Regions from separate parts of the Sus scrofa genome. Here all the other regions are linked to region 1. The links are chromatin contacts, called in public HiChIP or PLAC-seq maps. All regions are on one chromosome and are shown on one strand. The core of a region is the stretch at or near the end of the contact, and the rest is flanking DNA. Distances in the headings are between cores, read along the strand shown.

The links. HiChIP or PLAC-seq counts read pairs in DNA pulled down with a chosen protein or histone mark.
Region 2: a contact with region 1 is called in an H3K27ac HiChIP or PLAC-seq map of skeletal muscle. The contact joins two enhancer-like sites.
Region 3: a contact with region 1 is called in an H3K27ac HiChIP or PLAC-seq map of skeletal muscle. The contact joins two enhancer-like sites. A contact is called at or near these places in 2 of 47 Hi-C or Micro-C datasets (fetal heart ventricle and heart right ventricle) and 1 of 2 datasets of contacts at active chromatin or transcription factors (skeletal muscle).

Annotation. Positions count from the first base shown.
Region 1 is chr9:136,965,157-136,968,272 of Sscrofa11.1, reverse strand. The region is part of intron 4 of COBL (protein cordon-bleu); the gene reads left to right. Among named protein-coding and RNA genes, the nearest start is that of COBL, 89 kb to the left of the region's middle. Within about 2 kb of position 1,527, at least 19 of the 83 cell types and tissues checked have an H3K27ac peak or open chromatin away from gene starts, as enhancers often do. A contact at or near this core is called in skeletal muscle, where this site is marked.
Region 2 is chr9:136,617,937-136,621,052 of Sscrofa11.1, reverse strand. It overlaps GRB10 (growth factor receptor bound protein 10), which reads left to right. Exons shown (of 19, transcript NM_001134965.1): 8 at 2,730-2,886. Among named protein-coding and RNA genes, the nearest start is that of DDC, 48 kb to the right of the region's middle. Within about 2 kb of position 1,637, at least 6 of the 83 cell types and tissues checked have an H3K27ac peak or open chromatin away from gene starts, as enhancers often do. A contact at or near this core is called in skeletal muscle, where this site is marked.
Region 3 is chr9:136,655,409-136,658,524 of Sscrofa11.1, reverse strand. All of the region lies in intron 5 of GRB10 (growth factor receptor bound protein 10), which reads left to right. Among named protein-coding and RNA genes, the nearest start is that of GRB10, 86 kb to the left of the region's middle. Within about 2 kb of position 1,639, at least 4 of the 83 cell types and tissues checked have an H3K27ac peak or open chromatin away from gene starts, as enhancers often do. A contact at or near this core is called in skeletal muscle, where this site is marked.

The DNA.
Region 1 (3,116 bases), core at 278-2,777:
AGTTTGGCACCCGCCTGAGGTCGCCCAGTTAGACCCCCTGGCTTGAGAGGCAGCTTGAGGCCCATGCTGGCACCAAGACCACGCTGTATAAGCGGCTGTCCCCGGGTGACCCAGGCTATTTCAACAACTGTCCGACCAAAAATAAATGTCAGTGTTGCTTACTTTAGGATTATTAAGATGGACCTCACCAAATTGTCCATTTTAATGAGGTCACTCGATATCTGTTGCCTTTTTATTTATTCCACAAATATTGACCAGGTTGGGCTTTTAAAAATATTAGTGTTCAAGTTTTCATATGTTTCTTCAGCTTAAAAAAATTCCCATTTAAAAAAACCTCTGCATATTCTTATTACCATTTTGTGTGTGTGTATGCAATCGGTGATTTCAGAACCTGCCAGAGGTTCTGGACCCAGGTCTCACTGACATTCTAGAAAAGGCTTCAGCTCAGTCACATATAAGAACATAGACCATTTATTCCCTCAAAAAAAAAAAAAGTGTTCCCACATTTGAGAGTAGTGCACCTCACGTTTGACCCAGTATCTTTTTAAAACATGGACAGGATTATTCTCAGCACCTGCTTCAGGGGCCCGGGTGTCGTGTGTGTCGACTGGTTGTGGTGGCCCTGTTTAGATTTGGTTTCTGGGACTCTGGAAACAGAGCTTTCCTTTGGCAAGATAGGGAAAAAAGAGGGAAAGACAGGAAAGGAAAAACTGCCCCCATCTAGGCCTGTGAGGGGAAGAGACTCTGCAAGTATGTTTGTTACGTGCTAATCACTCGCTGTATCTTGAAACGTCGTTGTGCAACCTGTTAGCCGGGAAAGCCCTGTAGCAGCGCTAACAGCATCTCTCCGTTAAGGGAAACTCAACGAGGCCGGAGCTCCCTCTTCTCATCCTCCCCACCCCCCCAGCCCCCTCCTCGCTGCCTTGGGCACGCCCCCCCCCCGACCTGGCAGCCTCCCCCACAAAGGAGGGGCAACCCTGGTGTGATGGGGACCCGCTCTGCCGGGACCAGCATGCCTTCATCCGGCCCATCGTGCGCCGTGCGGGCTGTGACATCGCCGCCAAACGCCTCTGTCCCCTCCTCCTGACACTCAGACACTTGAGTGGAGAACATTTCTGTCCCCGTCCCTGAGGAGCCCTCCACGTTGTCGCTCCCGCTCACGCCCTGTCCCCGGCGCACAGGCGGTGGGGAGACGGGGACGCCCAGGCCGGAGGCGCGGAAGGCAGAGGCCCGGCGGCGGCAGCGTGAGACGCAGCGGGCTTTGCTGCCACCTGCCGCCGGGACGGCGCCTAGCAGCCCGGCCCGTGCAGGCCTCGAGGGGATGGGGCCGGGACGCGGGCCTTCGCGTGCTGGGCCCCCCAGGGAACCGCCCCACCCCCGCCCCCCGCGACCCCTGGCACAAGTTGACGCAGGGCTGGAGGCTTTGTGCCACCGCGGGTCGAGAAGCCCGTCGTCACTCTCTGTCGTCTGCCTTTTCCAGTTCTTCTGACCAAAACGCAATCGGAGCCCTCCCTGAGCTGCCGAGGTACCGTGAGCCCCGCGCTGTCCTGCCAGGCTGCCCTCTGCATGGCTCTGGGCTGCGGCCATGCACGGAGTGACCCCAGGGCATGTGGGGGTGGCACCTCCTGGGGGGGGATGTCTTGCCAGGCTGAAATGAGGTTGTGGTTTGATTCCCTGAACCTCTGGTTGGCTAAGCCAGGAATGTCCCTCGTGTGAAGATTTGCTGTGTGGCCCTGATGGGTGAGAAAGGAAGCGGGTTGCTGTGGAAAACAGGGCCTTTATGAACATAGAACTTGAGGGCAGCGGGGACGTGGTACATGCGGGAAAGGCGTCCTTTCCTTCCTGCTGCCTGCGCCGCCCTGTCCTGACCTGCCCCCAGCTCTGTCCCGCCTGCTGCAGGATTTGGGGACAGTGTGGATGGTGGTGAAATCTGACCTTTTATGTCATAAACAAGCATGTCAATGATCAGTCCAGATTTTGCTTTTATTTCTTATAAATTACATAATGCATACACATATGCATGCACATATTTACATAAGTATGTATGTTCACACATATATATTGGGATTTATATAAACCTTTGGGATCACACACACACGCGCGCAAGTGCACTCCAAGGGGGTCCTTGAACTCACACTGAGTGTTTGTATTTTACAGAAATTTCTGTCCATGTTTGTTAAAGTGTTTAAGAATAGACTTTGTTTCTAGAAAAAAAAAATAATGCAGGGGCGTAATCTCCAGAATATACAAACAGCTCATGCAGCTCAATATCCAAAAAACAAGCAACTCAATCAAAAAATGGGCAGAAGACCTAAAGAGACATTTTCCAAAGAAGACAGACAGCTGGCCAATAGGCACATGCAAAGATCCTCCATATTGCTAATTATTAGAGAAATGCAAACCAAAACGACACTGAAGCATCACCTCACCCCCGTCAGAATGGCCAGCATCAAAAAGTCTGCAAATAAGAAATTCTGGAGAGGACGTGGAGAAAAGGAAACCCTCCTACACTGTTGGCGGGAATGGAGGTTCCCTTACAAAAGTAAAAGCAGAGCTGTCATATGATGCAGCAGTCCCACTTCTGGGCACATAGCCAGAGAAAAAGCTGAATTCCAAAAGATAAATGCACCCTTATGTTCCTAGCAGCCCTGCTTACATTTGCCAAGACTTGGAAGCAACCTAACTGTCTATCACCAGACAAATGGAAACGATGCAGGATGTTTACACAATGAAAGGTCACTCGGCCGTCAAAAGAATGAGATCACGCCCTTTGCAACAACACGGAGGGACCTAGAGGATTTCATACGAAGTGCAGTCAGAGAGAGAAAGACAGATATCATAGGGCTTCACTTATATGTAGGATCTTAAAAATGATACAAATGAGCTTATTTACAAAACAGTAACAGCCTCACGGACAGAGAAAACAAACTTGATTACCAACGGGGATAGCAGAGGGGGAGGGGTAAATTGGTTTGGGATGAACACGTAGGCACTACGGTCTATGAAGAAGAGAACCAACACGGTCCTACGTATGGCACAGGAAACTCCACCCGTAACAGCAAAAGGATGAAAAAGTTTTACATAGAGACATACGCATGTGTGTCTGTGTATAACGG
Region 2 (3,116 bases), core at 388-2,887, 350 kb after region 1:
CCCCGGAGGCACTGGTGCCCTCGGTGGAGATGGGCTCCTGGCTGAGCTGTGTGTTGCTGGGTGGAGGGAGAAGCATCTGCGTCCCGCCCTCGAAAGCTGCTCTCGCGTCTCACGCGGGAACCTTGGTCTGGACCCCGCCTCCTTCAGCCGAGGCCCCCTGCCCTGAAGGCTGAGATAGAGAAGCCTGATTTGCCCCCAGAGCGAGCCCCAAAGCGCCCAGGGCTGACAGAAGGGGTTGCGGACCCAGTGCAAAGTGCTCCTTTGGCAGCTGTGGGCTTTGGAGGCGCGCAGAGGCTTTATGTGTCCGTAACAGATGTGGGCTCTGCAGCCCCTCCGTGCCCCCAGTTCGAGGTGGCTCGTGTGCTTGGCGGCGTTCTTGGTTTTCTGTCTTGGGGTTGGTTTCACCTGCGGTCCGCCGGCCCTGGTGAGGTTGGGAGGCAGCTGGGCAGCTCTGCGCCAGAGGCAGCGAGGGCAGTGCGCGATGCGGGGTCCTGTCCCAGGAGCCTGTGTCCCTCTGTGTCCCTGTCCCAGGCCTGCAGCCCGGGCCCCGCTTCCCCCACCCCCACCCCCACCCCCAGCAGGTCCTGCCAGCTGGCGGCTCTGGGAGTCTGAAAGCCGGGGACATGGCCGTGTGACAAAGCACATCTTAGATTTTAATACTCGCTCACACTATATATAGCCCTCTGGGGCCTGGCCTCGGGGCAACAGAGAAGCGAGGAGAGCGTTTAACGCAAAGTGCAGCGGGGCCGAGAAGAAGGTTTAAAACTGGTGCCACAGCTGACGGGGGGGCAGGCAAAGGCCCGGAGAGGCGGGAGGTGCACTCGCGTGTAACTTCGGCCTCCTAGAGAAGGGGGTGTCCCTGTCATCGCGGATAAGCTCGCTTAGCAGCTGGGGAAGGAAGGAGAATGGGGGACCCGCAGGCGCGGGAAGCTGCGCTGGCGCACGCGTAGGAGACGCGTGGGTAACACCGTCCCCATGTGTGGAAGGAATTGTGTGAATTCGTGTGTATTTTCCACATTCGTTCTTCTTTTATATTAAAGGCATTTGTTCTTACAGAGTTTTTATCTAGAGGCCATGGGGTTTGTTTTCAGACTCAGTCGTGTCCGCTGAACCTGAAGATTCAGGGTTTTGGAGCCGTAGACCTGTCACCGAGTGAAACACAAACTCCGGAAAAGACAGGGGGGGGGTTTGAAGGTGGATGTGGGTCGGAAGCAGGTCCCTCAGTCCTGATCCAGCCCGGGGGGGGGGGCGCCGACTAGGAGGTGACGTGCTGGGCAGGAGCGGTGACCCTGCCCCCCGGAGAGCTCTGTTCCCGGGCCGCGCCTGCCTTCCCGCCAGCTGCGTGAGCTCTGAGTCAGCTGGGGACAGTCTTTGTGGGAAGGTGCCACCCTTGTGGGACCACATCCCAGCACCTCGCCCTCTCCTGCCAGACACCTCGCTGTGGAAATAAACACTCAAAACCACCAGGAAAAGGACAGAGAGCACGCTGGAGCCAGGCCTTGGGACCAGCTGACACTCGGGCCACAGGTGCACCAGCTCCCAAGTTGCACGTGGCAGCAGGTTGCAGGGCTGCAGGATTCTAGGAGGTTTGGCAGAGGCCGAGTGCAGAGAACACACGTGCTCAGGCTGAGCGTCCTGCTCCTGGTTCGCTGCCCCGGGAGAAAGCGAGCCCGGATTCTTCTGGAGTATCGGTCTGAGCCGCGTGTTGTGGTCATGCTGTCATCACCTCCTCCCGGGGCAGGAGCGCCGGTGGGGAAGGATTGCATCAGGCCCGGGCCGGGGCCTGATTGGTCCCCAGCGGCTGGGTTCCCTGCGGAGCCGAGTAGGAACGTCCCCACTGCCCAGACCGCCTGCCCGCCAGGGTCCGTCCCCACCGCGGCCGTCTGGAGGGGGCCCTGCCTGCCCGGGACAGTTGGGAGAGGCTGGGGACAAACTCCCCTTCGAGAGGCAGTCCCGGTTTAAAATGCCGACTTGCTCCTCTGACTGCCTTTTCCGAGCTGTTGAGGTAAGATTTTTTTTAGGCCTCTCACGTTCCCCTAAAGGCTGCAGCCCCGTTGCTTTTGTGGCTGGGCAGGGGGGTTTGGGGTCCTCTGGATTTCGGCTTGGCCAGCATCCCCTGGCCTGGGTGCTGCTCGTAGGGGACGGCTTTGAGCAGTACGGGGGAGATGGAGCCTGCGTGTCATTTCGAAGGGGAAGTGGCCAGAGAATGTCGTGACTGCCCTTACTCTGCCCTTCTTCTGCGTGTTTTGTGCTTCGGCAAAGTCACATCGCCTTCCTAAGCCCCAGTGAACACGAGGTGGGGGGGGGCAGGAGGGGGCAGTGGGTACACTGGGGACCTAGGAAGAGAGACCTGCTGGACAAAGTTGGGATTTCTGCAGGCTTCAGTTGCTTTGTTTCTACAGTTGGTTCACCTGCAAAGCACCCAATCCCAAAACCGCCAGCAGGACTTCCCAAGACAGGCTATGGAGAAGCAGCCCACACCCCAGCTGGCCAGTGTCCCCGAGATACCCTGACCCTGGGCAGTGTAGTAATCCCGCCTGCTCTGGGCGGGGGTGCGGATGGGCGTGTCCTCAGACCCACGGCCTTCGGGTCGCCTGCTGCCTGGAAGCACAGTTATGCATGTGTGGGAGCCCTGCTGCCTATGCTTGTTTCTGTTTTCTTTCGTGTTAGTGTTTATTTCTGAAAACCCAGAGTTGTTCATCTGTAGGTGTCCCCTTCTTGTGTTGCAGGATGTTAAAGTCTTTAGTGAAGATGGGACGTGCAAAGTGGTGGAGATTCTGGCGGACATGACAGCCAGGGACCTGTGCCAGTTGCTGGTTTATAGAAGTCATTGTGTGGATGACAACAGCTGGACGCTGGTGGAGCACCACCCGCATCTGGGATTAGGTAGGGAGCAACCCCAGGGAGGGGCAGCACCAGGGAGGGAGCAGCACTAGGGAGGGGCAGCACCAGGTGGGGAGCAGCACCAGGGAGGGGCAGCACCAGGGAGGGGCAGCACCAGGTGGGGAGCAGCACCAGGGAGGGGCAGCACCAGGTGGGGAGCAGCACCAGGGAGGGGCAGCACCAGGTGGGGAGCAGCACCAGGGAGGGGCAATGCCTGATGGAGAACAGCACCC
Region 3 (3,116 bases), core at 390-2,889, 310 kb after region 1:
AAGGGCAAGGACACCGAGGCTCGAAGTTTCCCGTTGGCTGAACATCCTGGGTAGAGACAGTCAGATCCTTCTTTCACTCCTGTGACCTCAGGGGCCAGGTGGGCTCCTGCGGCTTGGGTCTCACCTGCTGGGGGATGCTTCCTGCAGGAGACCCCTGAGCCTGGAACAGTCCGCCAGCCGTGTGGGGTGTAGACGTCTGGCGTGTATTTACCTGGTGGCCTGGGTGTGATCTGCTTGGTGGGCCTTTTTCCAGGAAACTAACAGACTGGGAGCTCAGCAGCTTCCAGAGAGTTTGGGGCCCTGCCTGGCTGTCTGACCTTCTGGAAAATTCTACAGATGATTTAAAGAGGCTGATGCCTCCGCTTTCCATATACTCAGCTAACGCGGACTGGCCGCCTGTCGTGTGCAGGCTGTGAAATTAGGCGGGGAGGCAAAGATGAGAGAACGTCCAGGCTCAGCCTCTAGAAATTCAAGGTTAATGACAAAGAGTTATGTGTACCGGGGGCACAGTGGTTAAGGATCCAGGGCTGTCACGGCAGTGGCTTCGGTCGCTGCTGGGGCACAGGTTCGATCCCTAGCCCAGGAACTTCTGCATGCCTCAGGTGTGGCCAAAAAAAAAAAAAAAGAAGAAAAGAAAATGAAATGAAAACTCCAAGCTTAGTGAGCAAAAACACTGAAAAAAATTAAAGTCACAACGTCCCAGGGAAGCAGTGTGTCCACCCTGGAGCTGGACGAACTCCCCGCTCCATCGTGGTGGCTGAGTGACCCTCTGCCTCGGCTTCTTCATCTGAAACCTTAAAAATGCCTACGTGGCTGGTTGGGTAGGAAGATTAGGAAGCACTCGAGCTGCAAGGTGTGCCTGGCGTAAGATCTGGTGCTTCGTAGCTGCTCAAGAAATGGCAGCGGCTGTGCCGTCCTCATGAGCACATGCAGTGCCATGTGCAGAGAGAGTGGCAAAATCAACCCCCTCTCTCACGAGTCCCGAGTGCGCAACCTCCCTCTGTGCTGGTCCCACCAGAATTCGGGTCCGCATCAAGACCCGAATTCCGAGAGATGCTCCTGAGTCTTCCTTCGCCTGGGGCGTGATTCGGAGGCTGCCCCTTAGAGTGTGCTGTTCTTTCTCTGGGTTGACAAGCCGTCATCATGAGATGACTCGTAAGCCCCCGACTCTGTTTATTCCCTGGCCCGACTCAGTGAGCTGGATTCAGCGAGAAGCCAGCTGAGTCCCAGGAACCTTTGTTCACAGACCGAAGCCCCCGGGGTCCTGCTCAGCAGATGCCAGAGGAGCAGATCTCAGCCCTCCCGGCCCCGCCTGCCCCATCCCAGACGCCCCGTCTTTTCCGTTCAGCCCACTGTCCGTGCACATCCTGGAAAGACAGCGGCCTCTCCCGGGCCTCGTGCCTCTGGGAGAGGCGCCCTTTCCTGGAATCGCCCGGTACGTCCTCTGGTAAGGACTTCCCCATCCCGATGCCTGAGAAATGGGGCTCTTGGTAGAGCAGTGCCCTCTGCCTGACTGTCCTGACTTATGTAAACAGCGGGCTCGTAAAATCCTTCTCTCCTGCCAAGTCGTGAGCACGGCTGTCCTGGGACAGCGTCCGGCCTCTGGGGATTTGGCTGCTCTGGACCCTTCATCAGCTCCTCCAAGGCAGCTTCATCTGAGGACACGCCCTGTCCTCGGTACCGCCGCTGCTACCCCGTGTCCCTAAGCCCTCTTGCATGGGGCTCTGCTGGGGTTCCCCTCGGGCGGCCTGAGGTCACCCCTTTCTGCCAGGAGCCCAGCGTCTCTTCAGGATGTCCCCACCCCCACCTCCTGCAGCAGAGGAGGTCCTGGCTTCTTCCTGCAGGGCATCAGTGCTCCAGAGCTGGTGGCAGTTCCATCTCCTTCTGGCAGCTTTACGCTTCGCATGGGACCGTCCTCCTGCAGAGCTGGCTGCTAGACCTCATTACTTCCAGGCAGTGGGACTCTTGTCTCTCTCATGAACGTCTGTAGCTCCACGACCGGACACCACATCAGAGGCAGCTGGTGCTCCGGGAGTGTTTGTTGAGGGAAGAAGACTGTGGGGTACCGTCAGGTAGCATTTATGGAGGTAAATCCACGGAGTCCGAGAGGTTCGTGTTGAACAGGATGGATGATCAGACTCCCCGGTTTCTAATTTCCCTTTAAACAATGGCCTGTTTGCCAGCGCGGTGCCGGGAGCGACAGGCTTTTGGGCTGTGCCTTGGATTTTCCTTGTTCACTTCCAGGGCTCTTGGACTCATGTTTAGGATTCACAGAAAATGAGAACCTTCCAGAATGATAGGTTATTTGCATGGTTTCTTGCACCCAGTTGGCCTGATGTCCTAGAAGAATTGGGACTCCAAATCAGAAGGTTAGGAAGAAGCAGATTAAATCGCGCAGGAAGGCCGGACAAAGATGCAGTCTTTTGCCGACTTGAGTGATGTTTGGCGAGTGTAGCCCTGTCCCCTCTCCCCGCCCCGCTGTCCCTTCACGGCCCAGATGAAGATCACACAGCTGAATCTGGGCTCTCCTCTGCCATCTGCAGCCCAGGTCCTTGGTCCTTGCTTGGCAGGTGTAACTTTTTGGTCCCGGGAACTCCTTTCCTGTGTTGGGTTTGCTCCAAGGCGCAGGCCACAGATAGTCTTCAAAGACCGGAAAGAAACTTCTGTGATGTCCAGGTCCTTCCTGGCAGCAGGGAGGCAGGACAAAATCCAAGGAAGAGGGAAACTTACCGTCTTTGCTCAGCCGTGGTCACTGCGAGCAGATGCCAGTTCTTGAAATCAGTGAATGGAGTCACGGAGGGGAATGAGTATTTCTCTAGACCACGCGGCACTCAAGGGAATCTCCTGGCAATCGGAGTCCGCGTGATCCAGCACGACCTTCCTTTCCTGCTGGTTTGTCCCGGTGGTGGAGGTGGCTTGTGTGGCTGCCGGGCCGTCTGCCTTGACCCTGATCTACCCTGCACGTGGTGACACGCCCTCCCTTCCATGTGTTGAAGCCTCCTGGGTGGTCCTGGACCTGGTGGAGAGACGGAGCCTGGCCTCTCCCCTGAGCATAGTTGCAATCACATCCTCCACTGAGGGCCGGGCCCCGCACGAGCCATGGGAGCGGGAACGCC